Linked DNA regions of Xenopus laevis: region 1 is linked to region 2. Evidence: chromatin contacts called from public Hi-C data. All regions are on one chromosome and are shown on one strand. Each heading gives the region's core, a stretch centred on a gene start, on an enhancer-like site or on the middle of the called end of the contact. The rest is flanking DNA. Distances are from core to core; before and after follow the strand shown.

Region 1 (4,471 bases), core at 1,955-4,454, 71 kb before region 2:
CCACACCTGAAAATCCTCTCCTCATTCCGCAGGATGCCCGATATGTTTGCGGGTAACCTGCAGGTATACCCGCTGCAGGACTCTACATGGAGCTACAGTGTTGCTCCCATAGACAGCAGGGCTACTGGATCACTTGTAGCAGTTCTGTGCAGCCTAAATAATGTCACCTGAACACCCAGACGCCACATTTGTAACAACCACCACCTGCCCAATGTGAAACAGATTTGCTCGGTGTGTGCATGTGGCGGGGGGGGGGGGGTGAAAAGAAAAGATTATAGGAACATCCATGGAGGAAGCCCTTTTATCTGCAATTGCCAGACTTGGCAGATATTTGCAGAATCCAGGAAATCCTATTGTAGAGCTAAAAGCCGCCACTGCTGATAAGAGGAAGGTTTATCGCTCCCTAATAAAGATCGGGTATAACTTCAAATTTAATAAAATGTATTCAAAATATTAGAGAAGAGAATTCACCAGGCTCAGTTGCAGTTCTCAGGAATGAATAAAAAGGATGGGGACCGCATCAAAGCTCACCCGGTTTCCGTGTCCATCCAGACGCTGCCCCATGCGAGACGCCGGCACCTCCTCGCCGCTATGACTGCTCAGCAACTGAAGATCCCGCTTACACAGGCGCTGGACATTCATTGAAAGACACAAGCTGTTTCTTCCAAATATCGTTTTTGTATATGCGTACATAGTGGTACAAAGTGAATAGCGCTGGGTGTCCTGGACTTACGTGTTTCTTGCCGCAAATCTCGGCACTTCCTCGGAGTTGCAGATCTCGCTTGTCCCTTGGATAACGCCATGTTCCTTCTGGGCAATACCAGCCGTGCCCATCGCTGCTCACAGAGTCACTAGAAACAGAAGCAGGACCATCATTTGTGGCGCAGATCTCTCTGTGGGGGGAATTCACAAAAGTGCTGATATTGAGACAAAATAAAAATCTTGGATTTCCCACCAAATTCACAAAACTCTATCTCCAATTGTCTTTTAAATAGACAGTTTTTAGATTTTGTCTTTTACACGACATGTAAAAAAAAAATGTGTCTTTAGCTCTTACTACACCTGTCAGTCAGACATCAAATTGGAATTTTTGGGGAGGGGGTCATTTTACCTGGGAAAATCATAGATCATTTGTTCAGGCTTTCTAAATCCGCCTACATGTTTGTGTAATTCCACTTCTGTACCAGGATATAAGGGTCGAAATACAGGAAATGTTTTTTTGCATAATATAGGGATTTGTATCAGAAATATGTTTTATTATTATCTTAGGTCAAGTGTCTAATTGCTGCTAAAACTAAAAGATTGGTTGTGAGGCTTTACTTTTCCTTTAGATAATATATTCACTCAAATTGCTAATGTTGCCTCATTCATTAAGCTAAAACTAGTAAAATAACTCAAGTGTGAGTTATACATTTTTTACATATCAAATTGTATAAAATACACTTATTTTGTTTAATCAGTGTTTTACTTGTTTTGTTAATGAGGCTTTTACACCTATAGGGTTAGACACAACTTGTGCCCTGACTATAAAATACTTATCCCGATTAATGTGATAATAATTCCCCAATGGGGCACCTACAAGAGGTGTGAAATGAAAACTGGGTGAACCAGTAACTTTAGGGTCCAGCCACACGGGCAGATTCGGTGAGTTAAGTCGCCAGGCAACACATCTCCTCTTCTTCGCAGGGAACTAATCTTCCCGATCTGCCTTCTGCCGGCTAAAATGAAAATTGCCTGGGGGCAGGCACTCGGAGCGCTTTGTTTTCCGAAGTCGCCTGTAATTGCTTCACAAGGAAACTTCGGGCGACTTCGGAAAACGAAGCGCTCTGTGTGCCTGCCCCCAGGCGATTTTCATTTTAGCCGGCGGAAGGCAGATCGGGAAGATTAGTTCCCTGCGAAGAAGAGGAAATTTGCTGCTGTGTAGCAATGGGGACAGTCATTCAAGCACAGGATACACAGTAGATAACAGATAAGTACTACTATAGTTTATATAAACAAGATGCTGTGTAGCCATGGGGGCAGCCATTCAAGCACAGGATACACAGTAGATAACAGATAAGTACTACTATAGTTTATATAAACAAGATGCTGTGTAGCCATGGGGGCAGCCATTCAAGCACAGGATACACAGTAGATAACAGATAAGTACTACTATAGTTTATATAAACAAGCTGCTGTGTAGCCATGGGGGGCAGCCATTCAAGCACAGGATACAAAGTAGATAACAGATAAGTACTACTATAGTTTATATAAACAAGATGCTGTGTAGCCATGGGGGCAGCCATTCAAGCACAGGATACACAGTAGATAACAGATAAGTACTACTATAGTTTATATAAACAAGCTGCTGTGTAGTCATGGGGGCAGCCATTCAAAGCTGGAAAAGGAGAAAAGGCACAGGATACAAAGCAGATAACAGATAAGCTCTATAGTATACAATGGGATTCTTCAGTGTTAATCAGTGATCCATTATGTATTCTGTGCTTGGATGGCTGCCCCAATGGCTAGAAAGCAGCTTGTTTATATAAACTATAGTAGTACTTATCTGTTATCTACTGTGTATCCTGTGCTTGAATGGCTGCCCCCATGACTACACAGCAGCTTGTTTATATAAACTATAGTAGTACTTATCTGTTATCTACTGTGTATCCTGTGCTTGAATGGCTGCCCCCATGACTACACAGCAGCTTGTTTATATAAACTATAGTAGTCTTTTTGAAGCAAACACACCAGTTGTAACCAGTCCAAGGCAACACTGCATTATATTGTCATTCCTTTAAAACATTTTTTGGTGTTACTGTTCCTTTAAGTATGTTTTTTTTTATTTTTTTTAAATAAGCTTTTTGCTAATACCTAACCTTGTGTGAAAGTGCTATAATTGAGCCTGAATCGCTCTCTCACATCTGTCTGTCCTCTTTTTGCTAGGCATGTTTCCTTGGATTTGAGGTTGCCATGAAATTCCTCAACTGGCTCTCCCCAAACCTGTGAAGCCCAGAATTAAATGTAGGAGTTTGGGCCGTCGGTGCCTGCGCCGCTGGGTATCACGCAGAGAATACCAAGACTACATGGACTGAAATATACAAAATAAATTGCCTTATTAGTGAGCGGTGCTAAATTAGTGCTGTTCTGTTAATACTTGACTGAGACCAGACACTCGTATATGGAGCTGATCTCATATAAGGTCCCTCTTTATATCCCATCAGACTGGCCTTGTCTTCAATTCATCACCTGTTTATTGGCTTCATCATCACCAAATGACAACTCTCTTCCAAGTCTGTCCTAAACCAAGAGGATGGGAATTGCCCAACCCCCAACTTATGTTGATATAAACTTGAAAAATGTTTTTGCCTTCATGCTAGAGATCCAGACATTGATCATTCGCCTCTGGTATCAGCATATGGGAATTTGGCTAAGATGAGCCCCTTTAAAGGGGTGCTTCACCTTCCAAACACTTTTTCAGTTCAGTTGTTTTTAGATTTTTTACCATAAACAAATCAAATACATTTTTTTAATTGCTTTCCATCTTTTATTTTTTACCCTTTCCCCAAAATTTCCCCAAAGTTTAATGTTTGTGTCTCTGGGGTTTCAGTCTGGCAGCTCAGTGATCCAGGAGCATCTGAACTAGGGATCCACCGAATCCGGGATTCGGCCTTTTTCAGCAAAATTCGGATTTTGATGAATCCTTCTGCCTGGCCCAAACGAATCCTAATTTGAACATGCAAATTAGGGGCGGGAGGGAAATGGTTTCCCCTTCCCACCCCTAATTTGCATATGTATATGCATATGTTTGGTATTTTTCGCAAAGGATTCGGAGGTTCGGCCGAATCCGAAATAGTGGATTCGGTGCATCCCTAATCTGAACTGTTACAATTTGCTACATTTAGTTGATACAATTAGTTGATACATTTAGTTGATACAATTAGTTGATACATTTAGTTGATACAATTAGTTGATACATTTAGTTGATACAATTAGTTGATACAATTAATTGATACAATTAGTTGATACATTTAGTTGATACAATTATATCTAGTACAGGTAAATCTAAAAAAAAAAACGTTTTCATTGATTACTCAGCAAGTCCAGTTGTTTTTAGATTTACCTATACTAGATATACCATGACCTGGATGAATGAAAATCTTCATAGTCATATTGATACAATTAGTTTATACATTTAGTTGATCCATTTCTCAGCAGCAGCTCTGGAGTATTAGCAACTATTGTATCAATTCTAACAGCTGCCTGTAATGAAACTCAGGGACAAAGATAAGAAATGTATCAACTAAATGTATCAATTTAGAACAGTTAGAGTCGGCGACCCCCTCCCAGTGCTGCTTAAGAAGGGGAAATACACTTCAGTATTAGAAAAACTGTTGCAAAATGAGAGTGCAGGTATGGAATCCGTTATCCGGAAGCCCACTATCCAGAAAGTTATGAAATGTCCGTCTCCCATAATTTTATCCAAATAATC
Region 2 (4,205 bases), core at 359-2,858:
GTCGGTTGAGAAACAAAAGCAGATTCAGGGTCAATTTGCAATTTAACTTTACTACTGGAAAGATATTTACTTCCTCTAAAGTCTCTTAAACAATGAAAGGCCGTCCATTCTGGCACCTGACAGGTGATCTCATACAAGCAACTCCCAGCAGCCTATGTCTGTCACAGGACAAGAGAATTTATTAAGTAAAAGGTCCCCACATTCATTCAGTTGTGGTTAAACCATGCCAAATACTCGGCTTTTACTGTTTATTTCCCCCACCATATTAAAAGAAGTGAGCTACTGCACAACCACGCACTCTACACAGAACTCATTGGCTCCCAGCACTCCCAAGCCAAGGCCAGCAGGGTTGCCAGGTCTAATTTTCAAAACCAGTCAAAGTCAGCTACAAAACCAGCCCAAAACTAGCCAAGAGGCACTTTAAAAGTAGCCCAAAATAACACATGTGCAGTGAAAAAAAAGTCTAAAAAATAAATATATGTGAAAATACGCCTTTTTCGATATTCACTGATTCGCACATTTTTCTGTAAAGCAAAATGGGAAAGATTCGCCCCCTTCACCAGGGGCGTAACTACAGAGGGAGGTATAGGGGCCGGAATACATATACAATTTCAATAAATATTGGTAAAACAATTCAACCTCTAGACATTTTGGTGGCCAGCAGATTTTTCCCCAAAATTTAGGGATGCACCGAATCCACTATTTGGGATTTGGTCGAATCCCCTTGGTAAAGGTTCGGCCGAATACCGAACCGAATTTGCATCGGGCAGGAAAGGAAAAAAAAATCTAATGAAAAGTCACGTGATTTCCCTACCTGCCCTTAATTTACATAAGCAAATTAGGATTCGGTTCGGCCGAATCCCGAACTGAATCCTGGATTTGGTGCATCCCTACCAAAATTGTCATTGGAAAATGCGAGACTAGAGCCCAAAATCTGGTAATTCCCAAATTCTACACCAATCAATCCCATTGCATGCTGGATATTGTAGTCGTACATTCAACTTGCCATTTGAGAAATTGTTCAACAAAAACTACATTACCCAACCTGCATTGGGAGACTCAGACTTGGCACATTAGGGCAAGAACAAACTTGGGCTGTTTGCAAAGTAAATACCAGCCAAAGGCCCAAAAGGTAGCCCAAATCAGTACCTTGACAAGTTTGTACTTTCAAAACCGGCCTGGATTTTATACTAGTAGCCCAATTTAGCTGGAAACCAGCCAACCTAGCAACCCTGAAGGCCAGGCAGTAAATGACGCAGAATAGGGCGGAGCCACCGTCAGCAGCCGCTGTCACTGAGTGGGTGGGTTTAAATGAGTGATATGTAAATTACCCGGCTTTTTTTTCCAGAGGAATGACAGCTCAACTTCCCGACGCCTTATAATAGCTGCAGTCTTGGAACGCGGTGACATAGCAGCTCAGGTAACATTGCAGCTTTACAGGGCTGCCGCTTTCACTATGGAATACATTGGCGGAAGAGAACGATGCATTGACGTCAGAAAGTTGTCCCTCCCTATTAGCCAATGCACTGCCCCGTCTTTCCCGCCTCCTGCTGCGCGCGCGCACCCGGCCTACTCGCGTCTCTTAGGGATCAGTGCGCGCTGCGCTCTTGCCGGTTTCTGGCTGTGTGAGGTGATACCCTGAACCGCGTCAACTCCTCAGCGCCCGCTCGTTTGTCGGGGGGAGGGAGGGGGGACTGTGTGAGCGGAGAAACCATTCGGGAGATAGAGAGGGGGGACAGCACCCTCTGGCCTGCTTGGTGACTCCCCTTATCCAGGGTTAGGCGTGAATAAAAGCGAAACGGGGCTTCCTTCCCCCCCCAACCCGGGGACTATGAGTATCGAGATCCCGCCCGGCCTGACGGACTTACTGCAGGGTTATACGGTGGAGGTGCTGCGCCAGAAGCCGCCTGATCTGGTGGAGTTCGCGATACAGTATTTCACCCGACTCAAGGAGAAGCAGCTACAGGATGGCGCAGGGGCCGGCGCAATACGGCCTCACACCCGGGTGGTCAACTTTGACGGAGAACCCATGCAGACCGATTCCAACGGGGAGGAGGAAGAGGACGACGAGGAAGAGGACGATGACTCCGATTTTGAACGTAAGAGGCCGCGTGTGCTGTGGGCAGGGCTGGAGTTAGAGAAGAAGGGGCCCCTGGCTGGTCAGGAAGGTTAGGGCCCATTTGAGAAAGGGGAAATCCCATAAATCAGACCTGTCCCCCCCCCCCCCCATAGTTTTTGTTGATCTCTCCCAGCCTCGCTCTGGTGTTCAGGTAATGGACAGCTCAACAACAACTAGAGGGGCTGCAGTTTGGGTTATTATTAAAGGCACAAGTTGATTCTCTAATCTATTGGTGGGGAAAATCTGCAACATCCTCTAGTTTTTACTTTTGAAACCATGAAGCAGAAGTTGGCTCTCCCCCAGACCACTTCTAATCCACTCGCTGCTGCTGCTGGTACATTCTTTCAGGTGTCAGATCCAGCAGTGCAGGGAGACTAAACAATTGAGGCAGGAAATTATCTACTGACAGCTTTGACATGCATTTCCAGCGGTATTGTATATTGCTTACAATTGCATTTGTTTTAATTCTTCTGCATAGTCCAGACCCAAAGCCCCTTATGACGCTTTAAGTCAGAGGCACTTCCAGCCTTGGCAGTGGGCTGAGCAGTGAAAGTGCTGATTGAAGTGGAGCAGTGGAAGTGCTAAAGGGCTTCTGATGGAGCCATCATCCAACAATTGCTGCACAATCACCGGCTTTCTCTGCTTCTGCCTGTGGGTTTTTAAAATGACTAGTTGCCGAGAGACTTAAAGGGCTAGTCCACACGAGGAGATTCGGGGAGATTTTGTCGCCTGGCGACTAATCGCCTCGACTTTTGAGCGACTATCTCCCCGAACTGCCTCGGCATTTTTCCCCATAGGCTACAATGCAAAGTCGCCTGCGCTAATGCACATGCGGCAACTTCGGGCGACTATAGAAAGCGCATCGCCGCGTGTGCATTAGCGCAGACGACTTTGCATTGTAGCCTATGGGGAAAAACGCAGAGGCAGTTCGGGGAGATAGTCGCTCAAAAGACGAGGCGATTAGTCGCCAGGCGGCAAAATCTTCCCGAATCTCCTTGTGTGGACTAGCCCTTAAAAAATGATTTAAAGGATGACCAAAAGCTGAACAAGAAGTAGGGTAGAAATATTGCTCATTATGTTTTTGGGCTTCTGTGCCAGTCCAAGGCAACCACATCCCTTTAAAGGAAAAGGAATGGCTGTTGGCATTTTGGGATGCCAAATGTTAGGCCCCCCAAGTGATTATCGACTTACCTGAAACCTTGGGCCAGTACTCCTATTGGCAGAAAACTGCACCGGCCCAGGGTTTTTTCTAGCGAGCACCACGGAGAGATCTTCTTCTTTCTTAATATTTCGCCGGGCAAACGCATGCGCAGTAGAACGAAATAGCGACTTTTTAGTTAAACTTCGGCTTTTCGTTCTACTGTGCATGCGCAGCTGCGTGAAGAAAGAGGAAACAGGAAGAGGATCGCTCCGTGGTGCTCACTGGTATAACCCTGGGCAGGTTCAGATTTCTGTCGATAGGAGCTCCAGGCTGGGTTTTCAGGTAAGTCAATACAATCAATTGGGTGTACCTAACATTTGGCATCCCCAAGTGCAAACAGCCTTTCCTTCTCCAATCCCTTTTTATTAAAATCCCCTACCCTAAATAGATACCCTCCCTGCCCCCCCCATCTTAGGTGTTACCCTGGGTAAATGCCCCTAACTCTATACTTTACCCCTCATCGCAGATTCAGGGCATCAGAGTTCACGGGTGCCATCTTCTTCTCTTCTGTAATCTTTGGGTCTTCTAGTGCTTTGGCAAATTCCATGGCTTTCGGCACATATGCAGTTGTTCAACACCAGAAGACTGCGCTTGCGCTGATACGCCGCTCTCTTCCCGAAGATTGTCGAAGCAAAGATGGCGCCCGTGAACTCCAATGCCCTGAATCTGCAACAAGGGGTAAGTAAAGAGTTAGGGGCATTTACCCAGGGAAACACCTAGTCTGGGGGCAGCAGGGACCAGGTCTATGTAGGGTAGGAGATTTTAATTGAAAGGGTTTAACAGGGAAGATCTGTGTCTCCAAAGATGCCCCAGTAGCTCCCCATCTTCTTTTCTGCTGATTCACTGCACATGCTCTGTGCTGCTGTCATGATATACTGTTTATAT

What was found. A called contact is a pair of places that touch in the nucleus more often than the background predicts.
Region 1: a Hi-C map of the XL177 cell line shows a contact between it and region 2, with 4 times the contacts expected there. The contact joins the enhancer-like site here to the promoter of prkar2a.S in region 2. A contact is called at or near these places in 3 of 4 Hi-C or Micro-C datasets (the XL177 cell line, the XTC cell line and animal cap).

Annotation. Positions count from the first base shown.
Region 1 is chr4S:115,799,599-115,804,069 of Xenopus_laevis_v10.1, reverse strand. slc25a20.S (mitochondrial carnitine/acylcarnitine carrier protein) reads left to right here. Exons shown (of 10, transcript XM_041561742.1): 9 at 2,926-3,936; 10 at 4,002-4,471. The coding sequence ends at 2,988. Among protein-coding and RNA genes, the nearest start is that of slc25a20.S, 24 kb to the left of the region's middle. Within about 2 kb of position 3,204, at least 1 of the 7 cell types and tissues checked has an H3K27ac peak or open chromatin away from gene starts, as enhancers often do.
Region 2 is chr4S:115,727,072-115,731,276 of Xenopus_laevis_v10.1, reverse strand. prkar2a.S (cAMP-dependent protein kinase type II-alpha regulatory subunit) reads left to right here and starts at 1,608. Exons shown (of 11, transcript XM_018261407.2): 1 at 1,608-2,099. The coding sequence starts at 1,832. LOC108715883 (a long non-coding RNA gene) reads right to left here and starts at 1,463. Exons shown (of 3, transcript XR_001935599.2): 1 at 1,332-1,463.